2 separate regions of the Ovis aries genome follow, and region 1 is linked to region 2. The links are chromatin contacts, called in public Hi-C maps. All regions are on one chromosome and are shown on one strand. Each heading gives the region's core, a stretch centred on a gene start, on an enhancer-like site or on the middle of the called end of the contact. The rest is flanking DNA. Distances are from core to core; before and after follow the strand shown.

What was found. A called contact is a pair of places that touch in the nucleus more often than the background predicts.
Region 1: a Hi-C map of liver shows a contact between it and region 2, with 4 times the contacts expected there. The contact joins the promoter of SMAD7 here to the enhancer-like site in region 2. A contact is called at or near these places in 5 of 16 Hi-C or Micro-C datasets (hypothalamus, liver, mesenteric adipose tissue and 2 more).

Annotation. Positions count from the first base shown.
Region 1 is chr23:48,948,902-48,956,379 of ARS-UI_Ramb_v3.0, reverse strand. It overlaps SMAD7 (SMAD family member 7), which reads left to right and starts at 1,711. Exons shown (of 4, transcript XM_012103894.5): 1 at 1,711-3,920; 2 at 5,259-5,312. The coding sequence starts at 3,305.
Region 2 is chr23:48,849,417-48,856,471 of ARS-UI_Ramb_v3.0, reverse strand. All of the region lies in intron 11 of CTIF (cap binding complex dependent translation initiation factor), which reads right to left. Among named protein-coding and RNA genes, the nearest start is that of TRNAS-GGA, 61 kb to the right of the region's middle. Within about 2 kb of position 4,026, at least 18 of the 54 cell types and tissues checked have an H3K27ac peak or open chromatin away from gene starts, as enhancers often do. A contact at or near this core is called in hypothalamus, liver and muscle, where this site is marked.

The sequences.
Region 1 (7,478 bases), core at 462-2,961, 100 kb before region 2:
TGATAATGATTTTCTCCCTTATATATTATATAATATTATATTACCACATAATATATCTCCAAAGGTGCTCTTGGTGGGTTGGGGTAGGGGGAGAAGGTGGAAATACCTATCCAACTCTGTTGGTTCCTAAATAGTTATTAAGCATCTATAGCATGTAGATGGCTTTTAAGTTGCTGGAAGGGAAGGGGCTGAGTTGAGGTTCATCAGTGCCTTTTCCTTTTATTACGTTTTCCCTTTTTTGGTGCCTTTTCCTTTAAAAGGGGCATAATTTAGCTGAGAAAATGAAAACAGTTCATTTCACCTTTTTTAAAAGATTCATTAAAAAAAAAAAAGTCATTAAAATCCCCAGTGAGTTTGATTGTCATCCTGACCTCACAATTCTAAATGACTTAAAAAAATATATTTATTATTTCATTGAATAAGATGTGAGGTTAGACCACCATGCCAACTAGTGGCCTCGTCGATACTAACGCTTATATATTTAAATCATGACGCTTCTCAGCACCAACAGCTTTCACGAAGTAAACGCTATCTGGTGCTTTGCCCCATCAACGCCTTAGCGTGTCTATGCACCAGTCGGCCAGGTGGGTCTACGCTTTCTCTATGGCCTGGGGTAAGGGGATAAACTCACTGACTCTAAGCGCCACAGAAAGCTACGGGGCCGAGGAGGGGAAGAAACAGGCCCCGCATGCATATGCATGCAGGTCTCCTCGGAAGGTAACCTTCCCGCGCCGGGAGGCGGAGTGGCGGAGGTCTTCCGGGCTCCGGAGGAAACCTGCCCGCGGCGGGCGGGCGAGCACCCCCACACACACCCCCGCCACCTCCCGCCAAGATGCTGCCCCTCGCAACTCGTCAGGCAGCCAAATGCATTCCAGAGCTTTGCACAAGACACACTTCTCCAGGCAGTCCTAGAAACCCGAGCCCCGAGCGGGAGAGGGCGGGAGGGAGCGCGCGGCCGCCGCTGAGGTCACATTCGCGCCGCCTCCCCGCCCTCGCGGGCCGGCTGTTCCCTCCAGCGCGCACTTCCCAGGGCCTCGGTCCAGTCCGGTGTAAATGTCTTTTACGCGGAGACAGCGCTCTCCTCCCCCTTCCCTCCCGCGCGGCGGCCAGGGGATCCGTCGCCAGGGCCTTTAAAACAAAACGAATGAATGAAGCGTTAGAGCGAGCGCGCGCGGGACAGCCCCCGCGAGGCTCCGCGGGCTGGGTCTAAATCCGGCCACCGGCCCGCTCGCTTCGCTCCAAAACTCGCCGGCGGTGCCCGATCGGTGCTCTTGGGTCTTCCCATTTCTCCTCTGATTTCGCCAGGTCTCCGTCAACCCCGGGAGCTTCTCTGCTCCCCACCTTTATCCACCCCCGCTCCCGCCCCATATCGGTCCCCCCTCTGCAGACCCAGGCGGGTGGCGGTGGCGGGGATTTGGTGAGCGGGGTGGGGGGGGGGGAGAAATAGCTTTTAGAAACCCGATCTGTTGTTTGCGAAACACAATCGCTTTTTTTTTTTTTAAAGCGACAGGGTGTCTAGACGGCCACGTGACGAGGCCGGAGCCGGGCGCGCCACTGCGCAGTGGAACCAGCAGAGCAGAGGGCCCGGGGGGGGGGGGGGGGGGCGGGGAGGAGGCGGCGGCGGCTGGGGGGCGGGGGAGGGAAGGGGGAGGAAGGGGGAGGGAAGGGGGCGGGGGCGGGAGGCCTTGCGGGAGGCGGCGAGCCCCGGGCACACTCGCTCGCCTGCTCCGCGCACGGAGGAGCCTGTCCCCGAGCCGCGCCAGCCGAGCCAGCCGGGCGCCGTGCTCGGTCCGCTCGCCGCGCCGGAGAGAGCTGCCCGAGACGAGAGCCAGCCCGCCGGCGCCGAGCTGCCGAGCGCCCGGCCCAGGAGCCCCTGAGTGCGGCGCGGCGAACCCCGGGCGGCGGCAGAAGGACCCGAGTGCCAGGAGAGGGCGGACGGGGGGACAAGGAGGCTCCCGGCCGCGACGAGGAGAGTCTCTCGGAGAAGGCGGCGTGAGGGACAACCGGGGCCTCCAGTCGCCGCAGCCGAGTCGGGGCGAGCAGCCTTTTACGGGGAGCCCCGGCGGCCAGCCGCAACCCGGGGAGGGGGCGCCGGTGGCCCCCGCGCTAGAGAGCAGAGGGCGAGAGCGCGCCGCCCGCCAGGGGCCCGCCGCGGCCGCCGCGCCGCCCTCCCCCGCGCTGTCAGCCCCGCGGGGCGCAGCCGCCGCCGCCGCAGCATCTTCTGCCCCTGCGCCCCCGCCAGCCCCAAGGAAGTCCCCGCCGACGACCGGGGCCCCCGGGAGCGCAAGAGGAAAGGCCAGAGACTCCCCTAAACCACCCAGATGCGAAGGATTGAAGCAGCCTAGCCAAAGCTTTCTGTGGATTAAAAAATATATATATAGGATTTTTTTTTTCCTTGGCAGAAGAAAAGGAGAGGAAGACCAGCGGGGCTCTGCAAGGAAAAAAGGGGGATGTAACTCGTGGATACGTTTTTTTTCCACCCCTGAAACGTCTCGTTCTACTTTGTAAACATTTTCTTTTTTTAAACCCCAGCTCCAGCCGGACGCCCCCAGACCTCCGGGGTGCGAGGAGGTGGTGTTTTTCATTTGGGGCTTTGCATGTTTGGTTCTTAGATTTTGAGAGCCTCCTTATTTCGCCAGACATCTCATGTGGGGTGAAGTCCACTCAGCCCCCTCCCCCGAGTCTTCGTGTGCACGGAATTCAAGGAGATCCGGTTACTAAGGATATAGAGGAAAAAAATAAATCGCGTGCCTGCTTTTTTTTTTTAATTGCTTCTCCCCACCCCCAAATTAAGTTGCTTAGCAAGGGGGAAAGAGGCTTTTTCCTCCCTCCAGCAGCCCTGCCGAACGCCTTTCGTTTTTTGCCGCCGCGGATCTTCCATGTAGGCAGCCGAGGCTGGCGAGCCCGACACTCGGGAGCCACTGCGGGGGGGCCTCTTTTTGGGGAGGCGCCGACCCGGGTAGGCTTCGCCGCCCCCGGGGAAGCGGCGGCCGCGTTCCTCCGGGGTGCGCCGGGGCCCGCGAGCGGCGCACGGCGCGGGCCGCGCGGGGTGGGGCAGCCAGAGCGCAGGCCCCCGAGCCCCGGCGGGCGCCCCCGGGCCCCCGCGCGCGCTCCGGCCTCCGGGAGACTGGCGCATGCCACGGAGCGCCCCTCGGGCCGCCGCCGCTCCTGCCAGGGCCCCTGCTGCTGCTGCTGTCGCCTGCGCCTGCTGCCCCAACTCGGCGCCCGACTTCTTCATGGTGTGCGGAGGTCATGTTCGCTCCTTAGCCGGCCAACGACTTTTCTCCTCGCCTCCTCGCCCCGCATGTTCAGGACCAAACGATCTGCGCTCGTCCGGCGTCTCTGGAGGAGCCGTGCGCCCGGCGGCGAGGACGAGGAGGAGGGCGCGGGGGGAGGCGGAGGAGGAGGCGAGCTGCGGGGAGAAGGGGCGACGGACGGCCGGGCGCATGGGGCCGGCGGCGGCGGCGGCGCAGGCAGGGCTGTCTGCTGCCTGGGCAAGGCGGTGCGAGGTGCCAAAGGTCACCACCATCCCCACCCCCCAGCCGCGGGCGCCGGCGCGGCCGGGGGTGGCGAGGCGGATCTGAAAGCGCTCACGCACTCGGTGCTCAAGAAACTGAAGGAACGGCAGCTGGAGCTGCTGCTCCAGGCCGTGGAGTCCCGCGGCGGTACGCGCACCGCGTGCCTCTTGCTGCCCGGCCGCTTGGACTGCAGGCTGGGCCTGGGGGCGCCCGCCGGCTCACAGCCGGCGCAGCCGCCCTCCACCTACTCGCTCCCCCTCCTGCTGTGCAAAGTGTTCAGGTGGCCGGATCTCAGGCATTCCTCGGAAGTCAAGAGGCTGTGTTGCTGTGAATCTTACGGGAAGATCAACCCCGAGCTGGTGTGCTGCAACCCCCATCACCTTAGCCGACTCTGCGAACTAGGTAAGAAGTTGATCCACGCCCACCCGCCCGTGCCCCCCCTTTCTCCCGGCACTCAGGTGTGGGGAAGAAAAGCCCGATTGGGCTGTGGGTTAGTGCAGCCACCTCGCCGGAGGGATGTGTGTACATTCCCTCCTGGGAGGAGATTTGGGGGACAAAGGTAGAGAAGGGACCCGAGGAAACTGGAAAGGCATTCCCTCGGGGTTCCCTTCCAGTTTTCTCTCCTCGGTGGCCCCAAGGGCGGGGGGGGGGTTGCCCCTGGGCCCTACTCATTCATGCCCGTATTCTGCAGACATGGGGTTATTTCCGGATCAGCCAAGGGGGTGCAGAGAGAAGTGTGTGTGTGTGTGGGGGGGTCACGCCTCCCCCGCACGGAGAGCGGCGTTGAGGTGTGTGGCCGATTTGGATTCGATCCAAGCCCGCCAAGGAAGGCTCGGAGAAGCGGTAGTAAAGGCTGGAGAGGAAGGCTCCCCTTTAGGAAGGAAGGGGGAGCGTCACGTCGGGCGCAAGGGGCCAGGAAGCCTGCCCTGGCCGGCGCAGATTTGGGTTTTGAGGCAGAGAGAGCAGGATAGGAGGCCGAGCTGTGTACCTGCTCCCAGCTCCGCCAGCCCGGGGTGAGAGAAAACAGGCAGTCAGGGGAAGTTGGGTGTCCCCTACTTTCTTCAGCGCAGGAGAGAGAGCAGTGTAACCGACCGTCGGATGGTTTGCCCCCAGACTACTGAGTTGGGCCCCGGGCTCCTCCGTTGAGACCCCGGGGCCCTTCTCCTTTATGCTCTCAGCCTTCTCCTTTGCATCCCTTTTCTCTGCCTCTTCGTGCGGAGGCGGGGTGCACCTAGGGCGCCCACCGATCCAAGTTCCCCAGCGCCCTTGGGGTGCACCTTCCGAGGGAGCTGGGCAAGGGGGAAGCCCGTGATCCCCGCGCGGGTGCGGGGCGCAGCGGCGGTGGCGGAGATGAACTGCGCCCCGGGGGGACGGGTCGGGGCGGGGGGCGGAGGGAGCAGGGTCTGAAGTTCTGGGACGCGAAGTGAGGCGGGGGGCTTCGTCGCCCCCCGCCCCGTGAACTGCGACGTGCGGCGGCCGAGCCGGCGGTTTGCAGCCGGGCCGGCCGAGCGCGGCGGCGGCGGCCGCAGACGTGGAGGAGCGCCGCGCCGAGGCTGGCGCCAGGCGGCCTCTTTTGTTTATCTGACAGCTAAATATCAAGGCAATCACCGCCTCGCGGCCCTGCCTCCAACCCCCACAGCTAAGACAAACAGTTGGGCTAAAAGAATGCCTCTGTTATCATAAGTTTCTATCTCTCTCTCAGGGCTCAGCCTTTATTTTCTCTTTCTTTTTTAATTCCAGAGTCTCCCCCTCCTCCTTACTCCAGATACCCGATGGATTTTCTCAAACCAACTGGTGAGTAGCTGATTTTAAAAATATCCTTCCTGTCTTAAGTTAGAAATGGAGGCTGTAGAACGCGGATTTGTGTGTCTAGGCAGCGGCTTCGGGAGACTCTGGACTTGCCCTGAGGTGGTTATAGGTTTCCTCTGTTGGCAATTTAGTGGATTTTTTTTTTCTTTTTCTGTTGTGACTGGAGCTGGAGGTAATGTGTGTGTGTGTATACAAATATATCTTTCTTTTTGCAAAGATGTTTCTTAGGTATGCTTTCCATTTTGTTCCTTTTCTTGTATTTGCACTCCATAACCCAAGCTGATTCAACTCAGCGCATAGACTCTGGTCCATGCAGGTCTAGGGAGCCAAATGGGACAGGGTGATGGAAAACGTGGGAGACTCTGTGAGTGCCAGAAGTATCAGTGGGGAGATTGGAGAGCCTGATGGGAAGGAAGACTTTGTTTAGAAAAGTGTAGAGATGACCTCGGTTTGGGGCAAGAGAATAGAAAATTTAAGGAGTAAAGGCAACAGCCCCCTCTCCCCCTCCTAGTTTTCTCAGAATTCCTAGTGGGGGCCATAAGAGTGTTTAGCATAGCTCTGCCTGCCTGTCGCTTTGTCACTGGGTGGCATTCGGCCAGGGCAGAAGCCCCACTTGAGGCTGGCACCAGCCCTGTTGCATTTGTCTGCATTCAGCTCCTGGCTGGCAGTGCAGGGGAGAAGGGAGGAGGAACCGCAGAGCTGGGAAGCAGCTCCGATGGGCCCTTGTTTCCTGGAGCCGCTTCTTACAGGGGGGAGGTTCCTGTGCCTGCAAGTCTGAGTTGTAACTGTGATGGTCTTACTTTGCCAGGGTTCTGGGAGAAGGAGAAATGAAGGGTTGGGCCCCATTTCCCTCTTGGAATTCTACAGGTCCTTCCGCCTCATGAGTTTTGGCTGTTGGGCCTTTCCCCCCACTAATTAAAAGTTTTGCTGGGGCGTTGTCCTAAATTAAATACTTTAATGAATGGTGTAAGAGAAGCCCGTGGTCTCCAGCCAGCCCTCCCTGACTCCACACTCCCTCCAGTCGGAAGGCGTTGCTGCTTGCCTGGTGCCTGTCTAATGAGTGGCCTGCGAAGCATATGATATTTTGCTTTCGATTTACAAAACACCAGATAAATGGTCATTAATGAGGAGATAAACCAGCTCTGTATTTGTAACAAACGTTAACTGAGATTACCAAGGTCTGTTTTCTCCAAGAATGTAACTTGACTGGGTTTTTGGCATCAAGGCTCAAGAATTCTTTTATGAGCTTAGTTCTCCAAGGGGCCCTCTCTCTCCTGCTTTTTGTTTTTCCTTTGTAGTCTTCAGATGTGGAGGTTTTCCTTAAAAGAGAGAGAGGCCAGTCATCTTGGCCCCAGGGTTAAAGCCGACTGGAGGAACTGTTCCGAGAGAAACTTCCTATAACCATAGGAAAGAAGGCCCACGTTTTGTTGGGTTTCCTGCAGAGACAGTGGGACAGATCCGTCCACCGGATTCAAGCAGTCACCATCTCAGGCCAGGACCTCATTTTCAGCGAATGGAGTGATATATTTATTCATTAGCAAGTGTTGACATTAGGTAGCAGAATGTGTGTAAACAGAGAAGCCACAAAGACAGGAATGCGCCATTCCAAGGGGGAGAAAAGTTCTCCAGACCAGCCAATAGGAAGTGATTAACCTGCCAGTCGGAAACTCAGACAGCTGGTTACTCACCCAAAATGTTTGTGTAAAAGCAAAACAACAACAACAAAAACAAACAAAAAAGTAGCCCCCTCCCCCAAACGCAGAAAACCCTGAAATTAAAAAAAAAAAACAATGAAAAGTACCGTCCTGCTGTAAGGACGTGAGGATGCTAGTAGGTGAAGCCCCCATGTCTCCTGACACGGCTGGAGGACAGCCAGGGCTGGCTTTGCTGGCTGCTGTGGCCAGGGGCACTGAGGTCAGACACACAGATGAGATGCTGCCCCAGGTTTCTCTTTGCCTTGTACGTTGCGGAGAGTATTTGGCTGGGGAATTTAGATCAGCTGCTCTCACTGTAAAATTTCCGAGTCCAGGTTGAATTTTTGGCCTTGGGTTACTAGGTGAGAAGCAGCCATAAGTTTTACAGTGGAACGTTATTAAAATCTTAACCAGTTGCACAACTAAGGGAATCTCTTCTGCAGAGTCTCCAGTATGG
Region 2 (7,055 bases), core at 2,777-5,276:
CGAGTCTCCTCTTGGGGGCCAAGCCCTGGCCGGTGGCCCAGACAGGAGGCGAGTTCTGTTCACGGAGTTCCTGCAGATGCGAGTTCCCAGGACCCCGCGTCAGGGCTTGAAACAACAAGGACGTTGGCCACCACTGCTATCAACACCTCCCAGCTTCTCCTTTAACGTCCTTGCCTTCCCTTCTAGAAGCCTTGTCTGTCCTCTTCTGTATTCACCGCCCTGATGTCCACAGATGTCTCCTGAAGGGTGAGCACAAAACACCAGAGGCAGCCCCGAGGTTTTCCCTTTCAAGAGGGGGTCTCTGGGGGCTGAATCACATCTATAGGGCCTTAATCTGACTTACATTTTTGGAGCGCTTACTTCAGATGCCAAGCTCCATGCTTGTGCATGTTTTAAAATCCATTTTTATCCTCATACCAGTTTATCTGAGTTAAATATTGTAATTGTGCTTCATCGCTTCAGTCATGTTCGACTCTTTGCGAGCCCATGGACCGCCCGCCAGGCTCCTCTGTCCATGGGATTCTCCAGGCAAAAATACTGGAGTGGGGTTGCCATGCCCTTCTCCAGGGGATCTTCCTGATCCAGGGATCAAACCCATGTCTCCGGCATTGCAGGAGGATTCTTTACTGCTGAGCCACTGGGGAAACCCAAATAACATTGTAATTAACCTCACTTTATACCTGCAGGAACTGAGGCATGGAGAGTGAAATGAAGTCCTGGTGAGCATGAGTAATGGAAACTGGCTTTGGAATCCAGGTAGAGTCTGCCTCCAAAGTCAAGGACATAACAGCCGCCCCACGAGTAGGCCCCACATCAATAAGGCCAATGGGGAGAAGTCAGCAAAGATGGGGTGACCACACACCCCAGTTTGCCTGGGATGGTTCCAGTGATTATCTCAAATGATTAGTAATATTCCTTTAGCTTTCAAAAGTGCCCTGATTAGGATGACACATTATAGTTAAAGGCCCAGACAAGGGGAAGGGCTGAGGAGCTGGGAGCCCCCTGCTCCCCAGTCACTATCTGCCCAGTCAGGACACCTCTAGCCTGTTCTTCCTCCTCCCCTGGTGCCCAGGTGCTCATGCCTGTCTCTGGGGGTTCAGCAGGTGGGGGTGGGGAAGAGGCCCCAAAGGTGTCTAAGCAGCCCCGCTCTCAGTGGCAGGCGGTTCTTACTGCCAGTCAGGACGCCTGCTGCAGCGCCCCACCTGGCCTGCCAGGGCGGACTCCTTCCCAGGGTGGGAGCTGGAACAGGACAGAATTATGGCAACATGAGCACCAGCGTCCAGCTGAAGCACAAGCTGGAATCAAGACTGCCGGGAGAAACATCAAAAACCTCAGATACGCAGATGACACCACCCTTATGGCAGAAAGCAAAGAGGAACTAAAGAGCCTCTTGATGAAAGTGAAAGAGAGTGAAAAAGTTGGCTTAAAGCTCAACATTCAGAAAACTAAGATCATGGCATCCGGTCCCATCACTTCATGGCAACTAGATAGGGAAACAATGGAAACAGTGAAAGACTTTACTTTCTTGGGCTCCATAATTACTTCAGATGAGGACTGCAGCCATGAAATTAAAAGATGCTTGCTCCTTGGAAGAAAAGCTATGAACCACCTAGATAGCATATTAAAAAGCAGACATTATTTTGCTGACAAAGGGCTGTATAGCCAAAGCCGTGGTTTTTCCAGTGGTCATGTATAATGTGAGATTTGGACCATAAAGAAAACTGAGCACCGAAGAATTGATGCTTTTGAACTGTGGTGTTGGAGAAGACTCTTGAGAGTCGCTTGGACTGCAAGGAGATCCAACCAGTCCATTCTAAAGGAAATCAGTCTTGAATATTCATTGTAAGAACTGATGCTGAAGCTGAAGCTCCAATACTTTGGCCACCTGATGCGAAGAACTGACTCATCTGAAAAGACCCTGATGCTGGGAAAGATTGAAGGTGGGAGAAGAAGGGGACAGCAGAGGATGAGATGGTTGGATGGCATCACCGACTTGATGGACAAGAGTCTGAGCAAGCTCCGGGAGTTGGTGATGGACAGGGAGGCCTGGCGTGCTGCAGTCCATGGGGTTGCAAAGAGTTGGACGCGACTGGGTGGCTGAACTGAACTGAGCACCACCCACTGCTCCTTGCCGGCGGTCCCGGGGGAGGGTGGTTGTAGGGGAGGCAGATGGAAATGAAGCTGTTCTCCAAGCTCCCTCTGGGGAGGAGGCCAGGAGAGCAGGCCTGGACGCACTGGGGGCACCTGGGGCCATCACCCCACTATAGCACCCTCTGGACGCTCCTCTGAAGGAATGACTGCATTTTGCGTCTGACTCAGAATCTGATGGCTCTCTGAGATGGGGCAGGGGGTGGTTTCAGCTGGCTGGGGACCAGGCCTGAGGCCCGGGGCAGTGGGCAGATACCCCTCACGGGACCAGCCTCTCTCTGAACTCACAGGTCTCTCCTGGCACCCACCAGCCCGGGCCCCTCCGGCCGACGCAGGCAGGAGAGGGCAGGGAGGGCGAGGGCAGCCCCGGCAGCCAGTCTGCTTTGAGCTGGCTATCCTGGAGCCCCTGGCCCCTGGCCCCAGGCCTTAGCTCCCCGCCGCTCGCCCCACCACAACCTCCTCCCACCTGAGGCCTGGACTTGACCTTGCTGGCTCTGGGGGGAGGGCGTGATAAGCGTCTTGGTGGAGGGAACTAGCTGCCTGCAAAGGCATTTTCCGCTCTCTAAAGTAAACAATCAAACAGGAAATTAATCGAGAAACCCACATCAACGGAAGGTTCAGGTTGTGATTTTCACAGCCCCAGAGCCAGGAAATTCAAAGTTATAGTTCCCATAGCAACTTGCCTGTAGAATGGGCCCCAGCCGCTGGGCTGGAACGAGACCTTGAGGGGTCAACTAGGCCAGCCCCCTGCCTCCAGGAAGTGCAGCCCAACAGCAAGCCTGAATATGCTGGGGCCAGACTGTTCTTCTGAGGCTCAGCAGCGGGCCTGAGACAGAGTTAGGAGCAGCAGGGCCGGGGCTCTACGTTCAGCTCTCCTGAGCCTTGTAAACTGTGGAATCAGCTGACATCCCAGTTCTTCAGTCTTCTCTCTTACAATTATCAGTCCTGTATCCCAATACTCTGTGAACTGGGAGTAAATACCCAGGCCTGCAAGATGCTAGAGCGAGGGGCTGTGTCGTATACGCTTATTCTTATGTCTCCCACCCCTTGTTCTACTCAGTCCCACAACGACCCCCATCTCATATCCCAATCACCCCTGAACCTAGTGGCTGGCCTTTGCCTGCACTCCCCCTCCCCCCGGCCTGCCCCAACTGGGCTGTTTTTCCTCCAAGAGAGATCTCATTATTTGTATAGCTGCTTCACTGCGCTGTACTGTAGAACTAACGCAACGCTGTAAAGCAACTAGACTCCAATAAAAATCAATTAGAAGAAAAGATCTGCAGTAGGGCATGGGGGAAAAAAAAGACGGATCTCAGCTTATTGACAGGGCCAAGAGATTTCAGACAGCCTCCAGGGTGGCACCAGTTTTTGGTGGTTCTGGTCTCTTTGACCTGCCCCTCCAACCCCTTCTGGGCCCACGACAGAAGCTCAATGTACACTGACAAATGGGTGGCCTGAAGGAGCCAGTGGCGAGCCCTCCCCCTTCAAGCCCATCAGGGGGGTCGTGGGGGTTGTGCGTCTTGGGTGGGGTTTTCTTTTGTGTGACTAGTGAGGAGTCCCGCCTGGCAGGAAAGGAGATAAGGGCGGTGGAGCTCAACCGAGAAGGAAACAGTCTGGAATCCTTCCCCGAGAGTCACCCTGCCCTCCCACCCGAGATGGCCACAACAGCCTGCGGACTGGCCGGCCTAATCACAGTTCTGCAGCCCCAGCCCGGGGATCCTGTGACAGCTAGCAGGGCTGAGGCAGGAGCAGGCGTTCCTGGGCACTGGGCCTGTGGCAGAGGGTGCCCGGCTTGCTTGCCCGCCCGCCCGCCCGCCTGGCCCTGGAGCTGGGCCGTGAATTGAGCAAAGCAGTGGAAAGAGAAGTGGCGCCTGCTGGAAAGCAGACAGAGCGGCTCCTGGATTTCCTAACAGGCCCAGCCGCGTGCCAGGGCCGACGGGCCAGCTCAGAGCGCCTGCCCGGCATCGCTTGCGCAAGAGGCCTTCCTCCCGTGGGTGAGCTTTCCTGGGTGGCCGAGCCGCTGTCGAGCCACACATGTCCCTGAGGGAGTCCGCCCCTCACACCCACCACCTTCCTGCCCTCTCCAGGGTGTAAGCACATCAGAACACGTTGGGCCCTTTGGGAAGACAGGAGGCCTCTTGGGGTGCAAGACAATCCCTTTTAAAGAAGCCAAAGAAACCTTAATCAGAAAAAAGTGGTAGGGAGGCAGGAATGGACGGAGGGCTGACTTCTCTGCAGGCTCAGAGGGGACCAGGCTGGGGGCACTGCTACAGAGGGTCACCTCCTGGTTTCCGAGGAAAGGCTGCCCTGTGCATAGAGTCCAGGGGTGCGGCCCTGCTCACTGGTGGGCACAAGGTCATCTGAAGGCCAAGCCCAGCCACTTTGTCGTGAGCCTGGGAGGAAGCTTCTCAGAAGTTCTTCATGACATGCCCAAGTCAACCAGAGGCCCCTGCTCCCAACTCCAGACTTGGCAGGGGTCTGAGTGGGGGAGGGCACCAGAAACCAGAGGGGAACCTTGAGGAGCTGGGACACGGAGTAAGAGCCTCTTACTCTGTCCCCAAGCATGGAACGCTGAAGAAGCCTTTGCTTAGACCATGTCCTTCTCCAGTGCCATCATCTTGGCCTGCCCTACAAGGAATAAAAGCTGGGTTCCAGGCAGCGGTGCCAGTCTTCCCAGGGTGGTAGAGGTGGATGGAGTTTGAAGCCACACTGCAGCAGCTGGGCAGGGGGGGCCTGGCCATTGGGTGAAGGAGGTTGGCTGGTTCTGTGGTGGGTTTGGGTGCAAGGTGGTAACCGAGGACCCATCGGACGGGGACGGCTGGGCCAATCAAGCTGAGACAAACAGGGCTGTGCTCCAGGCATAAGCATCTGCACTCAGAGCAGCAGCCACCCAAACGGAGGGGCACACAGGTCTGGGCTGAGAAAGGGTCCAGGGCTGCCTGGGGACAGCAGAAGGACTCACTGCCAAGTCCAAGGTTGGAGATAAAGGAGTATTTAACGGGCACCTGGGAGTTGGCTTGGGTTTCGAGCCTTACCCTTAGTAGAGTATACATTTTCATAATAGGTGAGTCTTTCTAAATTGAGATGATCTCTTTGGGTGAGTGAGCATGCGAATCCATATCTGTGTTACCCACGCATTGTTACCTGGTCCAACTGACGGCAGGGGATCAAGAGCTCAGCCCACTGACCCACTTCCTCCCCAGGGGCCCTTCCTGCCTCGCGCCCTGCTCCCCACCACAGATCTCTGGTCCAGCCAAAGCCATCTATGAACACATCTGGTCCTTATCTGCCTCTGGCCTTTGCTCCTCACTGACTCAGCTGGGTCTCCGCCTTTTCTCCCCTTGGCTCCAGTTACCGGATCTCTCAAGATAGGCTGAGAGATGTCCCTTCCCACAAAGCCTTCTCTGACCTCCTTTCCTGATCCCCCTGGAGGGAGAAGCCTCAAGACTCACAGCCCGGGGGCAGTTATTTGGTTCTGCCCAGTTCTACCTGGAGTCTAGACTAGTCTTTGCTCACATGGGAACTTGGCGTCCAGTGGGCCCTCTCAGAAGACCCGTGAATTGGATTTGAAGGAAAGCACGTGCTGGCTGGGGCCAAGTCACTCAAGAGCCTCTCTATTCCCTGGACGCAGCCCCACCAGTGACACACAGGTCTGAAGGGATAGAACATCTTTCATTCATTCATTCAATCACCCACTCACTCATTCAGCAAGGAACATGAGTCCTGTCCTCACCTGTAGACCTACTAATCTAATAAAGAAGACAGACTTTGCACAAGTGGGACAGTGATGGCAGCTGGGCCTGTAAAGCGAGACTGCCTAGGTCCTAATCCTGACTCAGTCACCTGCTGTGTATGTTGCACAGATAACTTTTCTGCGTCTCGGTTTCCTCATCTGGAAAGTGTGTGTGTCGGGGTGGGGTGTGAGTAGCACTAAACGAGATAATCTATGAGACATATTCAGAGCAGTATCTGGCTTCAGCAGCAGCAGCTCTCAGTTCTGCTCAGAACTAAGGGTGGTGCGGGGTGGCAGAAAGGACCATCTTCATCTGTGCGGGGAGAAGAAGCCCGGAAGAGGCTTCCTGGGGGAGCTCTAAACTGACACTCTGATGTGGAGCTGGGGAAACAGTGGGATCGGGAGCCGGGGGGAGGGAAGAACTTTCCAGGCAGTGACCCCGTGAGAGTCCCATCAGTCTGGAGTCCACAGAGACGGGGATGAGCCCGGGTAGAAGGCTGGTGGGGCAATTCCGGTGAAAGGTGACTGAGACAGAGGAGAGGGAGCAAAGTGGTAGCTGAGAACCATACCAGAGCTGCTGCCCACAGTCCCCGGAACTGACGGGGTGGCGGCCAGTCGGGACGCCCCTGAGTCTTTGAGCCAAGGGGGAATGGCTGGTGGAGGCACCCAGGCCTGGAGATGCGCATCTCGCATCTGTGCAGGTCAGGTGTGAGTGCTGCGGCTGCCCTGAGCATCTGCCTGTGACCACACGCTTCCAGGCCTTTGTCAGGGGTCTCACTCATGGCCCACCTGTGTTAGCTGTGTTGCCTGTCCTTTAGTAAATCCCAAAGGACATCAACTTCTCCACGCTTCTGGCTAAGAGGCCATCAAATGAACTTCTGGAGAAGGACTTAATGATGAACACCCCGCCTCGGCGAAGGCTCCTACACTAAATTCAAGGCGATGCATGCATCTGGAGCCAGTGTACATGTGCGTGTCTCCACACTCACCCACACATTATCCATCTACGTGCGTTACGTGAAGCATGACAAGAAAGGAGACTAGTTTCAGGGGGACATTAAAAAAAAGTCAATCCTGTTCCTCTCTTTCCTTCTAGCATCTGTGAGAGTACCTGCACCTGTGCAAGGACCCAGGCGAGACATTCTCCAGGTGGAGCTGAGCCCGGAGTCTCACC